2 separate regions of the Oryctolagus cuniculus genome follow, and region 2 is linked to region 1. Evidence: chromatin contacts called from public Hi-C data. All regions are on one chromosome and are shown on one strand. Each heading gives the region's core, a stretch centred on a gene start, on an enhancer-like site or on the middle of the called end of the contact. The rest is flanking DNA. Distances are from core to core; before and after follow the strand shown.

Region 1 (7,470 bases), core at 4,855-7,354:
CCTGGGGCTGTTAAGCCAGTAGGTCCCCTCTAACTGTGTCAGTGCTGTCCTTCTCTCTAGAAGCCAGGGCCAGGAATCTTGAGGGTTCTCCCAAGCTCCAAAGTAGACAAGGAAGCAGCATGGACCTGGCTCGCGCACTTACCCTCTAGGCATTAACCAAGTGACTGTTCTATCTACCACCTGGCACAGTACTCTGCTGTATTTAGAGATGTGATTGGGTTCACAAAAATTGGAATTTAGAGTCAGGACTTTGGGGTAAGGCAAGCTGATGCCTGCACTCAGCTCACTTCTTGTCTATTACATAAGCTGTCCTTCGAGTTACATGCCCTCATTATGCCACGTTCTCCGCGATGGGTCTGGAAAAGGATGAGGTACCCAGTCCAGGCTATTTAGGACGTAAAATATTCTAAGACTACTCCCTGTGCCGCCTGGAAATCTCCAGCCTGTGGTTACAATTACCCTTGGGGGTGAGCATATTTTGTTGGCTTTTGTTATATGTAACCAAATCTTTCCTGCTTCTAATTAAGTTTATTCCTTTTAGTATAGTCCTTCCCAGAAACCATATGGCTATTTTCCACTAAACTAATATCCCTTCTTAGTAGTTTTGAGACCTTTAAAATTTTAAAAGATGACTATTTTACAAACTACTAAAAATCCATAAGCCAGAAGAGAATTTAAGGGCTAAAGCAAAGCTTAATTGTATGCCAATAGACATTTTTTTGCCATTATTTCTCTTTTCTCTGGAAGTTTGTAACTACATATATTTTTTCTGGGACTCTTTGCAGAAATTATAGAATTTAATTTATCAAGTAACATATCTATAGTATAAACTACTTTATAAAGAATAGGTAAGCAAATGCTTGAATATTTGGGGAAATATTTAACAATAATTTCTTAAAATAGTATAACTTAATTCTAAGAACTCTGGGGGCCTGAAAAGACTCTTCTTATGAATCTTCTAAAGATAAAGGAAGGAAAAATTATTAATGTCATCTTGATATTTCTTATTCATATAAAGTCGACTGCTTCTTGTTCATTCTGCTTACATGGAGAGTGTTGGAACAACACCTAAATTTGCCAAGACACACATTTGCCCATTGTGTTCAAGATAAACAAATCATTCTATTTTCACCTGTTGCTGATGTTAGATTCCTTGTCTTTTTGAACAGACAAGTCAAACTATTTCTTGGCAAGATTGTAGCAAAACTCAATTTGTGTGACATCATCTCTTGAAAGAATCATCACAACCAACAGAATATATTGATATTATATAAGTGACTCAGCTTGAACTTCTCTTGTTGGCCTTGAGTGTATATCAGTACAAGAACATACTGAAAATCTCTTTGAAGTCAAGCCAAATTCCACAGCTTGCTCTCTGCAATTTGAGTTTACTTTTCCAATGTCCATCAGTCTTGATAGCTGTAAATATGCAAGTCTGTTCTCAATTCACTTCTCTTTACTCCACTGGAAATTCCCTATTGTTTTCTTTATGTGTTGATTTCAAAAGGACCATTTCAGAAGATTCACCTAAATTTCTACCTGAGGGAAGAATGCTATCAACCAACATTTCTGGCTTGGTTAGATGAATAGCAGATAGGTGAGTCTCTAGTTAAGTAACACGGGGAACAAAGGTTACCAGTCTTTGTAGATTGGAAAATGCTTAATGAGTTAATTTGGCAATAAGAGAGAGAGAGAGAGAGAGAGAGAGAGATGAGAGAGAGAGAGAGAGAGAGAGAGAGAGAGAGAGAACCATTGATGTGAATTACAGCTCTGAGTTTTTGAAAGCCAACATGAAGGCAGACCTTTCAGAGAGTGAACACCTAAGCAACATATGGAAACAGAGACACCAGAATTCAGGATCTCCTTCTAAGCCACCACAGGGCCTTGGTTTTTTTCTCTCAACTGGTGTTGATTGCAAGTTTCTGTTATGGGTTTGGTACTAACACACTATCCAGTGCTTCTGGGAGAGGGGGAAATACTGACAAATAATCAGGCAGTTATAAGAGGGAGTGATGAGTGCTACAACAGGGGAAGGTGTAGACTGCACGTGAGAGTCCCAAAGCCAAGGAAGATTCCCCAGCAGAAAAGCAATATAAGCTAGGAAGTGAGGAATGAGTAAGTTAGTGAGGTAGGGAAGGGTAGGGGAGAAAAGCTCAGCTAGATAGGACAAATAACGAGGCTTAGGATGACATGGTAAATTTGGAGCAAGGAAAATGGAACTCAACTTGGAAACAGAGTTCAGATCATTAAAAGTTTTTACAAACACCCTAAATCATTTCTATGCTAGCCTTGGGAAATAAGGATCCATTTAATGTTTCTATTACAAAGTGGTTATCAGTAGGAATAAAGAATGGATGGGACAGAGTTGAATTCCAGAAATTCTTCCATTGGAGATTTATGGCCTTGGATTAAGGTTTATGGCTCTGACCCTGTTAAGGAAAAATATCCTTGGGATTTAATACAATAAACTTAATTCTTGTTTTGCAAAGACAAATGAGGATTCCAGATATGAGAAAGGGTGATATTAACTAAACAGCCCTCATTCCTGAAATGAGAAAAATGATTAAAAGGATGGAGTCTGGAACCACAAACAAACTTTGTTATTTACCAGGTTTATCATTACTTAGTGACTGAAGGGAAAATGTAAAATTAGGATGTGGGAAAACTGAAAAACTTCAAAAAAGGTAGTAATTGAAGAGAGAGGAAATACTCTGGATGTGAGACAGTGGGTTTACAGACTGAACCTCATTTTGTGTTTGACATGAAAACTCTTAGTTTCTTGGAAGGGCAGAACCTGCCTGGTTGAGAGTAGTTTTTCTCATATATGCATTAATAAATAATTATAAAAAGACAAAAGATAACAGATTTTTCTAGGATGCTTCCACATGTATGTCATCTGTCTTTGTGAGGGAAGAGGCCATTATTGACCCCTTATCAATGTTAAGCTGTGGTTTGAACTACATTTGCTAACATAAAAGGCTGAATTTGTGTTATCTGTTTGTACTCTGGTGTAATCTCACTGAAGACCAATAGAACAAATTTTCAATCAAGTTGCAAGGTTAATCTAACTGACCTCCCCTGGGCATGAACAAGGAACCATCTTTTAGGACAGTGCCCTAATCCACTAGACAAATCAGAACCTATGGTTCATGATACACATAAAAGAAAAAAAAGCAACAATTTTTGATTGGGACTTTTTTCTACAAGGCCTTTAGCCATCGAAGATTGTGAAAATTCTCATTTTTTCATAATTGAAATCATTTTAACAGCTGTGAGAACTCATTTACATTGAAGATGCAAGCAGAAGTCACAGGCTTTATTTCATGGGTTCAGTTTAAAAGCTGTATGTATTTTTATAAGTCTCATAATTGATTGGCAATGGTTATTATAGATGATAATATTTATTTAGACAAGGCAGAAATACAAAGTACAAAAGATGTTTAAAGCAAAAAAAAGGCATAGGCTATATTGAGCATGCACAGACTAAAATTATCTATAATTTGAGTGAATGACATACATTGTATGACACAGATTTGACTCTGGATCCCTGAATAGTTTCATGGTCAGGACTATCTGTAAATCAGTGACATGACTCATCCGTCTCATGCATGGTGCATCAAACTAGCACCTGCTTTCTCAATCAGTCACATTACATTCATATCTAAACATTAATAGCCACATTATTAACCCCAGCTACCCAAATTAACCTTTCCATATTGAGAGGTTGAGCAAGTTCAATCTAATAGTGTTCATTTCTTCCATGCACCATGTACTACGCACTTAATTCATTAAGAAAAAAAAAACACCTGCTCTTCCTTTCTGTTCTGCATCTCAGAAGTGGCAAATGCCACTTTGAGTTCTGTGTTTGTGGTTTTGGGTGCACCATATATGGGTAAATTTTAGAAGAGACTGTAGCAGGTGTGACTTTGAATTGAGGCAGTGTGAGAAGCAGCAACAAGCCACCCCAAGCTAATCTAGGGGAAATCCAAGCTTCACAGTGGCCCACACAGGATGTTTCGTCAAAAAAGGGATTTTCCCTCTTCTGGAAGACTTTGCTTCCTCCCCCTTCAGTACCAAAGTGTGCTCAAATCTGTTAACAGTTCATTCTGTGTGGGGAGCAGGTTGAAGGGCGATCCAGCCCTGGGATATGAAAGGTGCAGTAAGAGCAAGACCCCTTGAATACTTTGGCCAGTCCATCACATCTCTGGCCATGTCGCCTGCTATTACCCAGTGTTTCTTGAAAAGTTAGGGGTGGATATTGTGGTACAGCAGCTTAAGCCCCACAGTGCATATCAGAGTGCCTGATTTGGCTCCTGACTCCTTTGCTTCTGACCTGGCTTCCTGCTAATGCACCTGGGAGGCAGCAGATGATTGCCCAAGTATTTGGGTACCTGACACCCATATAAGAGACCCGGATGGAGTTCTGGGCTCCTGGTTGCAGCCTGGACCAGCCAGTAGATGGAAGATTCTCTCTCTCTCTCTCTCTCTCTCTCTCTCCCTCCCCCTCTTTCTGTCACTCTGCCTTTCAAATAAACAAATAAATCTATTTTAAAAATTATTAGACCTTGTATGTATTAACTATGGTTTTATTGTTAGATATCAGTTCCAAGCCCAGCTTTGACATGAAACAGCTGTATCCTTAAATTTCCTCACTTATAAAATGAATAATAATACAAACATCAGGGTTGCTGGGAGATTCTAATGAGAGAATGTGTGGAGATTCACTTCATTTCTCTCTGCTTCCATCCTTCTTCTAACCCAACTCCAATCTACCATGACCCTTAATCTTGTCATGGGTGTCCATCAAAAATCATACTCATTAATCCAAAGCCCATGTCTTTTTGTTCAACAAAAAGAAAATTAGAAAAGGAAGGAGAGACTGAAAAGCAAGTCCATCATTAAATGAACTGTGCCATTGTGACTTTTGTAGAACAAATGAGATGTTTATGTATTTCTTGGCTCAATGTTAAATTTTGTTCCCTTATCACTTTAAATAAATTATGAAGAAAACTGAAATAAAGATTCAGCTTGCTTTTTCCAATTCCCACCCTCCAGTTCTGAAGGTTCTATGTCCCCTAAAGACCTATTCTTGACAGAATCTCAAAGGTTATTTGTCTATTCTACACAGAGATGTGACATATTCTCATATGAAAATAAATCTACTCATATTTTATCCCACTGCAGAGCAGCTCCCTTTGGACTGGCAGATTTTCCATACAACCTCAAGAGAAGGTATCTTAAACAGACATGTTCTTATCTTTAATTGCCAGGAGGTAATTGGCTGCTTGGAAGATTAAACTATTATGGTCTAAAATGTAAATAAAACCATAGCTCCTATAATTTTTTATTGTTCTTTAAGATTTTCTCAAATTTGATTTTATTATTTTAATGTCATCAAGACTTCATTTTCCTTCACCTATATTTATAGATGAAAAGGTAGCAGTTTTAAAAACATAAATAACAATTACATGTAGATTGATGAGCAACCACTTGAGCTTTCTGAGAACAAGCCAAGCAGTACAATTCATTAGTGCAAGGTTAATGAATTAGACAGATTAGAAAATCAGTAGCAATTTAATTTCATCAAGGATCATATTAGAACATAGTAAGGTACAAAGGAAGTGTTTCCAAGGGCATTAATGAAGTGTCCCAACCATAATTTTATCATGGATATTTAATATGCCTCCTCAGATAATTAACAATCATTTATAATATAAATAAAATCATCAATTTATTAATATTACCACATACTTTGATTATTATCTTGCTAATTCATTACTGCTTCCATATTTCCAAGCTAGATATAATTAAATATTTATGACAACATTTTTAACTATGTTTATTTGAAAACCATGGGAATCATTTTAAAGTTTTTAGCGTAAGTTGAGATATTTATTCAGGCAGTCAGTGTACAGTCAAGTTCATACTCAACAGCAGACTACTGTTTTGAATATTAAAGATAAGTTCTAAGTGTTCAAAGACTATGAAGTAACATTGAGTGAATTTCACATGTTCTAAACAGCTCCACCTTTGGCCCAAATAGGCCATTTCAAGGCAAACCTAGAGAGAGGCCTGGACTCATTGCCAACACTGCCCTCAGAGTGCTCTCCTCTCACCCATGGTGCCCTTGCACCAGCACACAGCAATCACTTCCGCTTGCTCAGTCCCTTCTCCTAGTTTTAATCCCACACATCTCTGCCCTTTCTTTTTTTCTCATTTAGCCATATCATTAATCCCTTCGCTTTCTGTTTCCTCTGGGACAATTGCCAATGAGCTCCAGTAAATCACTGAACTTTTTCTCAAAACCCTTCCTCTCCTCTCTCATTTTATTAGGTGGGACCACACAAGGCGTGTCAAATTTTACAATAGGTTTTTGGCCATGTGTGCTTTGAAAGAGCCAGGCTAGGGTTTTCAGAGTCTTCCTTTGGGCAATGTGCTCCGTGAATCTCCAAGAGGGAAGAGCCTGAGTATTCCTCCCCAGACAGATGGAAACAAACACCTGGTTTTGTGTGTGTGTGTGTGAGTGTGTGTGTTTTAAGAGACGTCTTCAGGAAAATGCTGTCTTTCTTGAGACTTGACTTCCTACTAAGATGACACATCTTCTCCGACATCTTCAAGCAGAAAGGGCTTCCCCTCCAGTCTCCGCCAGATACCCTCTAACTTCCCCATCCACGTCAGCACTATTACTCACCCCAACCCACTGCCTTTTATTGTCGACAGCTACTCTCCTCCGAGACACATCATATTCTGTCATCACTTTGGGTCTTCAGGCAGTAGTTTTACTCTCTCCTTTTTCATAAGCAACCATCTGCAGAAATTCAATACTCACATTGATGATTCAGATAACAATAACACTAGTAGTAAACTTGATTAACTAATACTCAGTTTGGAATGTCTACTATGCACCAATAAGTATCTTTAACACTTGACATGCATTATTTTATTTAATGTCTACAATCAGTGCACAAAAGAGATACAACTGTATTTTGGCTTCCACATCATCTGGCCCTGGCTTTGTAGGCATTTGTGGAGTCAATCAGTGGATGGAATCAATCTCTCTCTCTTTCTCTCACCCTATCATTCTACGTTTCCAATAAATAAATCTTTTTGAAATGATAAAAAGTATAGTGTACTAAATATGTAAGGTAGAACAGTCATTTATTATCATTATCAAGTACCATGTACCGTACATAACTATGTGGTTTTCCTTTATACAACTGATGGCACAGTGGGTCTGTTCACACCAGCGTCACCAGAAACACGTGAGGAATGCATGGGTTACAAAGCCCTGGTGACAGGAACTGTTCAGCTCCATTGCATTCATGTAAGATCATCACTGTATTTGTAGTCCATTGTTGACTGAAATGCCATTTTGCAGCACATGACTGTATTATTATTATTTCCTATTTGCTGGTGAGGAAAACACATTGTTTAACAAGCACAAGGATATAGCAGGTATGAAGCAGCAGA
Region 2 (7,525 bases), core at 3,187-5,686, 50 kb after region 1:
CTGTTTTGAAAAAAAAAAAAAAAAAAAAGGCCTGCAATAAATGATGCATATGGTTTTGTGGGTTTAATAACTCTTAACACTATTATTATAGGTAGTATGTTCTTCTCTTGGTTATCTACTTTATTTATAACCTCCATAGCTAGTTAGTTACCCATGAACAAACTCATTTGTCCTCATCATTTTATGTTTGATGAACACAGTTTAAAAAAAAAAAAACAGAGAGCAAGAAAAAAAAAGAGAGATATATACTTGGTAACTCCATTCTGTTGCTCTCTAGAGTAATAATCATTTTTTCTGATCTTTACATTTTCTTTGAGGATGCTTCAGGGAATGGTTTCTGCATTCATCAATCAATGAATTGAAAAGCATGGGAACCTAAACTATGCACAAAATTGTTCTAGAATTTATGGCACTTTGAGCAATAAAAATTGCCTTGTCTACGGTGGAAAATATTATCTCTGGAAACTCAAGACCAACATAGCTGACATATTTTAAGAGTAGCCCAGAGTGGATATATTTAAGTCTTATAAAGTGTTTTTTTCAAAATATCTCTTCTAATGTATAGAGAAATATCAGTGATTTGTGAGCCTTTAAATTATATGGCCATATTCTGGTAAAGCCTTAAGGTTTCAGTATTCATAGTCCACCACTAAAGAGAAATAAAGTAGAGAAGCAGAAAACAGTTTTCCAAAGTATTAAAATATGCATGCACCAGAAAATGTTTTGGTGCAAACTTTACAAAGTGGTGAGTGATTTCCATTGGGGAGTTTTAATTGCAGTTTTCCCAGCACGAGGCATAGCTGTGAGACGACTGGTTTGGGCGACTCGGGAGGTAACCAGTCTATCTCAGACCAAATCTTCTATATGATCTTTGAATGCAGAAAAGTGTGGTCTAGAAATTCTCTGAAGTGATTAAACCTCAGGAGGCAAGGCAGGGAAAGCAGGCGCGTCTGCAGTTCTCCCGGAGAACTCGAGCGCCCTCTAGGTTGCAGTTCCAAGAGCAGTTTGGCGAGGCACTTCAGGCCACTTTGCCACCAGGGAGGAAGAAGGAAGGGGCAGGATTGCTCCCGGTAGGAGGACTATCTGACCCAGAGAAAGAGACTGGCGACAGGAAGGAAGAACAGAATAGCAGCCACAGGCGACCCAGAGACTGCGCGGTGCTACCCGGCGCGCGTCACACACAGTGCCCTGCCTCCCCGCCCCGCTCACCGCCGTGTGTCACCTTCCTGTTCGGAAGCTTTAGTAGGTTGCTGGGACAGAACAGGGGGCGCCTGCTCCACCCATCAGGTATCCGGTTGGAAGAAAGGCCAGTCTCAACAACTTGATTCTCTCGGGTTAAATGATAAGTTTAGCTGGCCATTCCGTCTCCAAGCGCTGAACGTTCGTGTAGAGGGAGGCAGAAGCCCATCAGACATTCCTCTTCTGCTCTAACCACAAATCATATGGTTGTGTGTCTTCTCCATTCCACTGAGAGCCCTCTCACTCGAATTTCACGTCCCTCCTGGAACGCATGCCGCCGATCTTCTCAGAGAGAATGAACCCTGTGCATATGTTTTGAATTTTTTTCTGCACTGATTTGTGATGTTAATCAGTTAAGTTACATTTCTTGTGTGTCTTAGTGAGGGTGTAATAAACCTAGGACGCTGATGACTGTAATTTGCTGGATGATGTTGCAAGGGGGGGGGGGTTGGAATAAATGGCCCAGTGATGAACTTTGCAGCTTGCTCCCTTCCTGTATGTAAATTCCCTAGATATAAAGTGGGGTTCGCAGCAGAACCGGGACAGCTGGCCTCTGGCTCAGCCTCCCTTATCATCTCAGAGACAGAAGCAGGGAGGCAAGTCCCATCACAAGTGAGCTTTACTACCTCCAGCCTCCAGAAATCAGTCCTCCACCTTATATCCTGGGCAGCTTGAAGAATGAAAGAGGAGGCTATCAAATCCCCTTTGAAAGGTTAGTGCTTTCCGAACTCTGATTTGGATGGAGCCGGTAACACAAGGATGCCCAGAGGTTTTGAAATTACTGGGCATGGGCCAGGCACCTGTGAGGAGCAGGGAGGGGGGGAAGGGCGGGGATTTTGATTTCTTAATTTAGTGTTTTAAAACAAAAGGCAAGACTCTTCGGGCAGATTGATGTTTGTAGGCAGTCTGAGTGATGTTTGCTGTCTTGTCAAGGCAAGACTTGGCGAGGAACAGGTGGGAACAGGACCGGGCTGGGTTGGTTGACTGGCAGAACATGGGCCAGGGGTACAATGGCAATAGCTGGTATTCTGGGCAGAATCTGTTCACAAGGAAGCAGACACGGGCCAATTACTATGATATGGAATTACCCAAACCTTGCTTTAAGTTGGAGCCCGTGCTGTGTTAAGAGAGCAGCACTAAGCAAACTTCATCAACCAGTCTCCAAGAGAGAGAAGGATGCATGCTCTCTTCTCCCGAGCTGGGGCTGTTGCGACCGAAAAACCCAAGCAGGATACCAGACTAGATCATTTTAGGGCAAACGAGGTGGCTGTGCCTGCACAACAAATCCTTGCCCAAGACCAAGGGAAAAAGCGCCTCGCAGGCTATTCCTGGGTCGACAGCTGGTGTTTGGGAGTGTGGAGGCTCCAGTAGGCAAACTCTAAAATGGCAGGGCAGCAAGGGGTCAGGGCAGGGCAGCCACCGCAGACGGCAGCGGCGAGCGCCAGGTACCCGGCCCAGCGAAGAGGGGGAACTTGCAGCCGTCTCTGCCGCTCCCGGCCAGGTCTGAGCCAGAGACACCCCCCGGCCAGCGCTGGCGCGCGTCCCCGCGCCCGCGGTTGGGCTGCAGCGCCCCGGCGGCTCCCAGCGACGGGGTTACTGGAAGGCAGCGGCCTCGCCGCCTGCACAGCCCGGCCGCCGCGGGCAGCCTCCAGCCCCGGTCCGCGCGCCGGAGCGCCGTCACCGGCTCGTCCCTGTGGGGGTGCAGGAGACGCCACTTTGCGGGAAACAGCCCAACGCAGGCGACTCTGCGGGCGGCAGGGACGAGGAGGGCAAACGAAGGGATTCTAAGACAGGGTAGCGTTGACCTTGCGGAGTTCTGAGGCGGCAGAGCAGCGGGCGCGGGCCGGGCGCCGCCGCCGCCCTCTGCCGCCCGGGTCACGCCAGGTCCGCGCCGCCGCCGCCGCCGCCCTCACCGGCCTCCTCACGTGTTCTCGGCGTGGCGCGGATTAAAATGCAAGGGGGAAAAAAAGTGCACGCAAAACGGACAGAATGTTCTCTAGAAATTACAAAAGGGGTGGGGGGGGGCTGCAGATTGCACTTTGTCTTCAATGCAGAGCCGAATTTTGCTTCCGCCCCCTCCCCTACACATTCCTGACTCCCCTCCCCCCCCTTTTCCCTCCTTCTTTCCTTCCTTCCTCCTCTTCCAAGTTCTGGGATTTTTTTTTTTCCAGCCTTGCTTGGTTTTGGCCAAAAGCACAAAAAAGGCGTTTTCGGAAGCGGCTCGGCCGTGCACAAGGGCCATTTGTTTGTTTTGGGACCCGGGCAGGAAATCTTGCCCGGCCTGAGTCACGGCGGCTCCTTCAAGGAAACGTCAGTGCTCTCCGGTCGCTCTCGCCCGCCGCCCGCTGCCCATGGGGGAGATGCAGGGAGCGCTCGCCAGGGCCCGGCTCGAGTCCTTGCTCCGGCCCCGCCACAAAAAGAGGGCCGAGGCGCAGAAAAGGAGCGAGTCTTTCCTGCTGAGCGGACTGGGTAAGCGCGCCTCGGCCCCCGCGGGGACTTGGCTCCTCCGGTGCGCGCGGGCGCATGGCTCCGGCCCGGTTCTCGGGCTCGGGAGAAGGGGTGGGGGGTGGACGGAGAGCGGCGTGACCGGGCGGCGGGAGCGGGGAGGACCGGCCCGGGAGCTCCGGCCCCGCGCTGACCCTGCAGATGAGGGCGCGCTGAGACGCCTGCGCCTGAGAGAACTCCCGGGCGGTCGCACGCTCCGCCCGGCCTCGGCGGGGAGGAAACCGGGGGGCGCCGGGGCGGGGGTCCCGGGCTATCTATCGCCGAGAGAGTGCAACTGCGGGGGAGGGTGTGGGCTCGCGCAGGGCCGCCGGCCCGCCGGGCTGCGTCCGGAAGGCAGCTCGGCGCTGCTACCCTGACTTCCTCGCCGAACGGAATAAATGAGAAAAATGGAAAATTACTCCGCATCCTTTCCCGCCACCTCCGCCCGCGCCCCGGGGCGCCGAACACTGGCGAAACTGCCCTCCCCGGGCGGCTCCCGAGTCCCCCACCTCCGCCCGCGGCTCGCCCTCAGGCTGGGGACAGAACCGCCCGCCGCGGGCTGCCGTCCCGCCGGGACGCGGCGCGGCGGCCGGGGGCGGGGCCTGCGCTGGGGGGCGGGGCCGCGCCGCTCCTTTGTCGCCGGTCGGGCCCCTCCCCTGCCGGCGCAGCCTTTATAAAGCCGGGCGCGCGGCCCGAGCGCAGAGTTGGCTGAGCCGGTCTCTCATTCCCAACGACTCGCTGTGGTCTCACCGTGGCGATGACCGTGAAAACCGAGGCTGCTAGGGGCCCCCTCACTTACTCCAGGATGAGGGGCATGGTGGCCATCCTCATCGGTGAGTGCAGGAGTCAGGCCGCCGCGCGGTGCGAGTTTTCGGAAGGTCGCGGATCACGGAGTGTGTGTGGCGGCGGACGTTACGAAGCCATCTGAGCATTCGTTTATTTCTCCTCTTTCATTCACAGCGTTCATGAAGCAGAGGAGGATGGGCCTGAACGACTTTATTCAGAAGATCGCTAATAATTCCTATGCGTGCAAGCAGTAAGTTCGGGTGGGATTGCGGGAATTAAAGTCAGTAGCGCCGGCAGGGTAGCAGAGTCGTCTCCCCTCGCTGGGTTACGTCGGGGTGGAGATCTCATTTCTCCTCAAATCCTGGTTTACTTGAGACGTTTTTAACACGGAGACGGGCTTGCCTCCTTGTCGCCCGCCCTCCGCGTGAAAAACCACCTCAATTTCTGTACACAGCTGGGCTCACTGTTGGCTTCAAAGGGCCCAGTAGATGATTTTGGGTGTTTGCAGTTGAAGTCCTGGATTCTCCGGGGAAACTTCGAGCCAGAAACTCAACTGGTGGTGTTGCTGTGCCCCCTAGTGGGGCGCGAGGAGGCTCCAACGTGTGTGTGTTTTTTTTTCCTCTGCAGCACTGAAGTTCAGTCCATTTTGAAAATCTCCCAACCTCAGGAGCCCGAGCTTATGAACGCCAACCCTTCGCCTCCGGTGAGTATCGTTCCGTTTGTGAAGCATCTATGGGGGAGAATTGTTAAGTGAGTCACCTAGTATCCCTACATTGATGGATTAAAATAGCATTTCTGGAAATTAGTATGAAGGCAGGAATGTCTCATTAGTTAAGGACATAACAGGTGACATAACTAGTTAAGTATTGAGTCAGTGGAGTATTGTCTGAAGGCATATTTCATAAAAGTTTTATCCGTTTAATCTCCATACTCACTTGAAATAATGACATGGTGTGGTTGAAAAATAGTTTTGAGTGCGTTGATAGACGTATGGGACTTGCATCCAGCTTTTATGCTTTATTGTGGACGTCTGCCTTTGAAAGCGGTGACACTAAAGGAGAATGTTTTATTTTTCAGCCAAGTCCATCTCAACAAATCAACCTTGGCCCATCATCAAACCCTCATGCTAAACCATCAGACTTTCACTTCCTAAAAGTGATTGGAAAGGGCAGTTTTGGAAAGGTAATTTCAGATCCGGAGACCTTTGTATATACTCTCGTATGTGTTCATTTTACACTCTCCCTGGATGAGGACCCAAAAAGGATGATTTTTTTTTTTCTTATTGCAATTTCAGGTTCTACTAGCGAGACACAAAGCAGAGGAAGCCTTCTATGCAGTCAAGGTGTTGCAGAAAAAAGCAATCCTGAAAAAGAAGGAGGTAGGAGAAGGGGCTGGTGGGTTGGAGCTGTGAGTGGACGCTCACTGAATCAGCTTTGCCTTGGGAGTGGGTGCCAAGTTGAAGTTTGTCGCTCAGTCTGGGTTGTCATCCTCCTAGGAGAAGCATATTATGTCTGAGCGGAACGTGCTGCTGAAGAACGTGAAACACCCTTTCCTGGTGGGCCTGCACTTCTCCTTCCAGACGGCCGACAAGCTGTACTTTGTCCTAGACTACATTAACGGTGGAGAGGTGAGCGAGTGGGGAGCAGGGGCCGGTCTCTGCACAGCCTGCTTGGTTTTTTAGTCTAAAAAGGAAGTTTTCGAAGGTCTTTAGGGGGTAAAAGTTGCCGGGCTTCAAATAGTTAATAGATTACCTAGGGCTACTTCCTGCGATTGTTTTCGTTAGCTATATATGTCACTAGTGAAGTGTTTTGGCAGCCCAGACTAACTTTGTCCTGTCTCCTGCAGTTGTTCTACCATCTCCAGAGGGAGCGCTGCTTCCTGGAACCACGGGCTCGTTTCTATGCTGCTGAGATAGCCAGTGCCTTGGGTTACCTGCACTCTCTGAACATCGTTTATAGGTGAGCCAAAGAGCCCTGGTAGCCCTCCTGCTTGAGGGAGCCTTAAGATTGTGTGAGAGAGTGTGTGTGCGTGCACCTGGTCCCCTAAAACCAGATCCCCCAGCACGTGAGCTGCCTTGACTCCATGCCACTAGGGAACTGGCCAACTGGGATTGTCCCTAATCCAGACTAGATCAGCAGAACAAGGACTCCCTTTTTTTATTCACTGCACAACTGCAGTGAATTTAAAATACCTAATGCCCTTAGCAGTTAGCTTCACAGAGGACTTGTTATGAACTGAAATTAACATCAGCAACTACTCCTCTGTTCATTTTTTACAGAGACTTGAAGCCGGAGAATATTCTACTAGATTCACAGGGACACATCGTCCTGACTGACTTTGGGCTGTGCAAGGAGAACATTGAACACAACGGCACGACGTCCACCTTCTGCGGCACACCCGAGGTAGGCGCTCGCTTGCTCAGTCCGTCCAGGAGAGACTAGTGCCACAGTGCTTCTAACTTCCTGAACTCTTCAGAAATGTGCTTAGTACAGCTCAGTGAGAGCAAATTACATTCATGGCTTGGTGCATGCAGCGTGAGAAATTCTAAGACATCCTGTTGCTGTCATTGAAATGACCTATCTGTAGGAGCCACATCATAAAAGGGTTTCTAAACCCCCAAGGATGATAACTGTTAGCTACCCAGTAGCTTCCTAAATAGAGGCACCCAGAGGTGGCCGGTTAGCCTCAGAAAGGATAGCGGTTTTGTCGGGCAGTAATCTGAAGGAATACGTCCTGAGTTGCCTCTGGGTCTGTCCTTGCAGAGTACATGTCTGCTCTTGGGATTGCCCGGTCTTGCAGGTTCTAAGCTCTGTTTTCCTGTTGTGTCTTTCAGTATCTTGCACCTGAGGTGCTTCATAAGCAGCCTTATGACAGGACGGTGGACTGGTGGTGCCTGGGGGCCGTCTTGTATGAGATGCTGTATGGCCTGGTGAGTCGCACACAGGGAACCACGGGTACTGCCTCTACCTCAGTGATACGCCCTAGAACATTCTGCCACCCCCGCTTAACCCACACA

Evidence for each region. Hi-C and Micro-C count contacts between places; a contact is called where the count stands out from the background.
Region 2: a Hi-C map of liver shows a contact between it and region 1, with 5 times the contacts expected there. The contact joins the promoter of SGK1 here to the enhancer-like site in region 1. A contact is called at or near these places in 3 of 6 Hi-C or Micro-C datasets (ear pinna, liver and an unstated tissue).

Annotation. Positions count from the first base shown.
Region 1 is chr5:34,637,082-34,644,551 of mOryCun1.1, forward strand. It overlaps a transcript of SGK1 not described here. Among named protein-coding and RNA genes, the nearest start is that of SGK1, 53 kb to the right of the region's middle. Within about 2 kb of position 6,105, at least 1 of the 8 cell types and tissues checked has an H3K27ac peak or open chromatin away from gene starts, as enhancers often do.
Region 2 is chr5:34,689,244-34,696,768 of mOryCun1.1, forward strand. SGK1 (serum/glucocorticoid regulated kinase 1) reads left to right here and starts at 4,437. Exons shown (of 12, transcript NM_001082056.1): 1 at 4,437-4,556; 2 at 4,684-4,759; 3 at 5,137-5,212; 4 at 5,587-5,691; 5 at 5,804-5,887; 6 at 6,005-6,136; 7 at 6,355-6,467; 8 at 6,788-6,911; 9 at 7,343-7,438. The coding sequence starts at 4,481.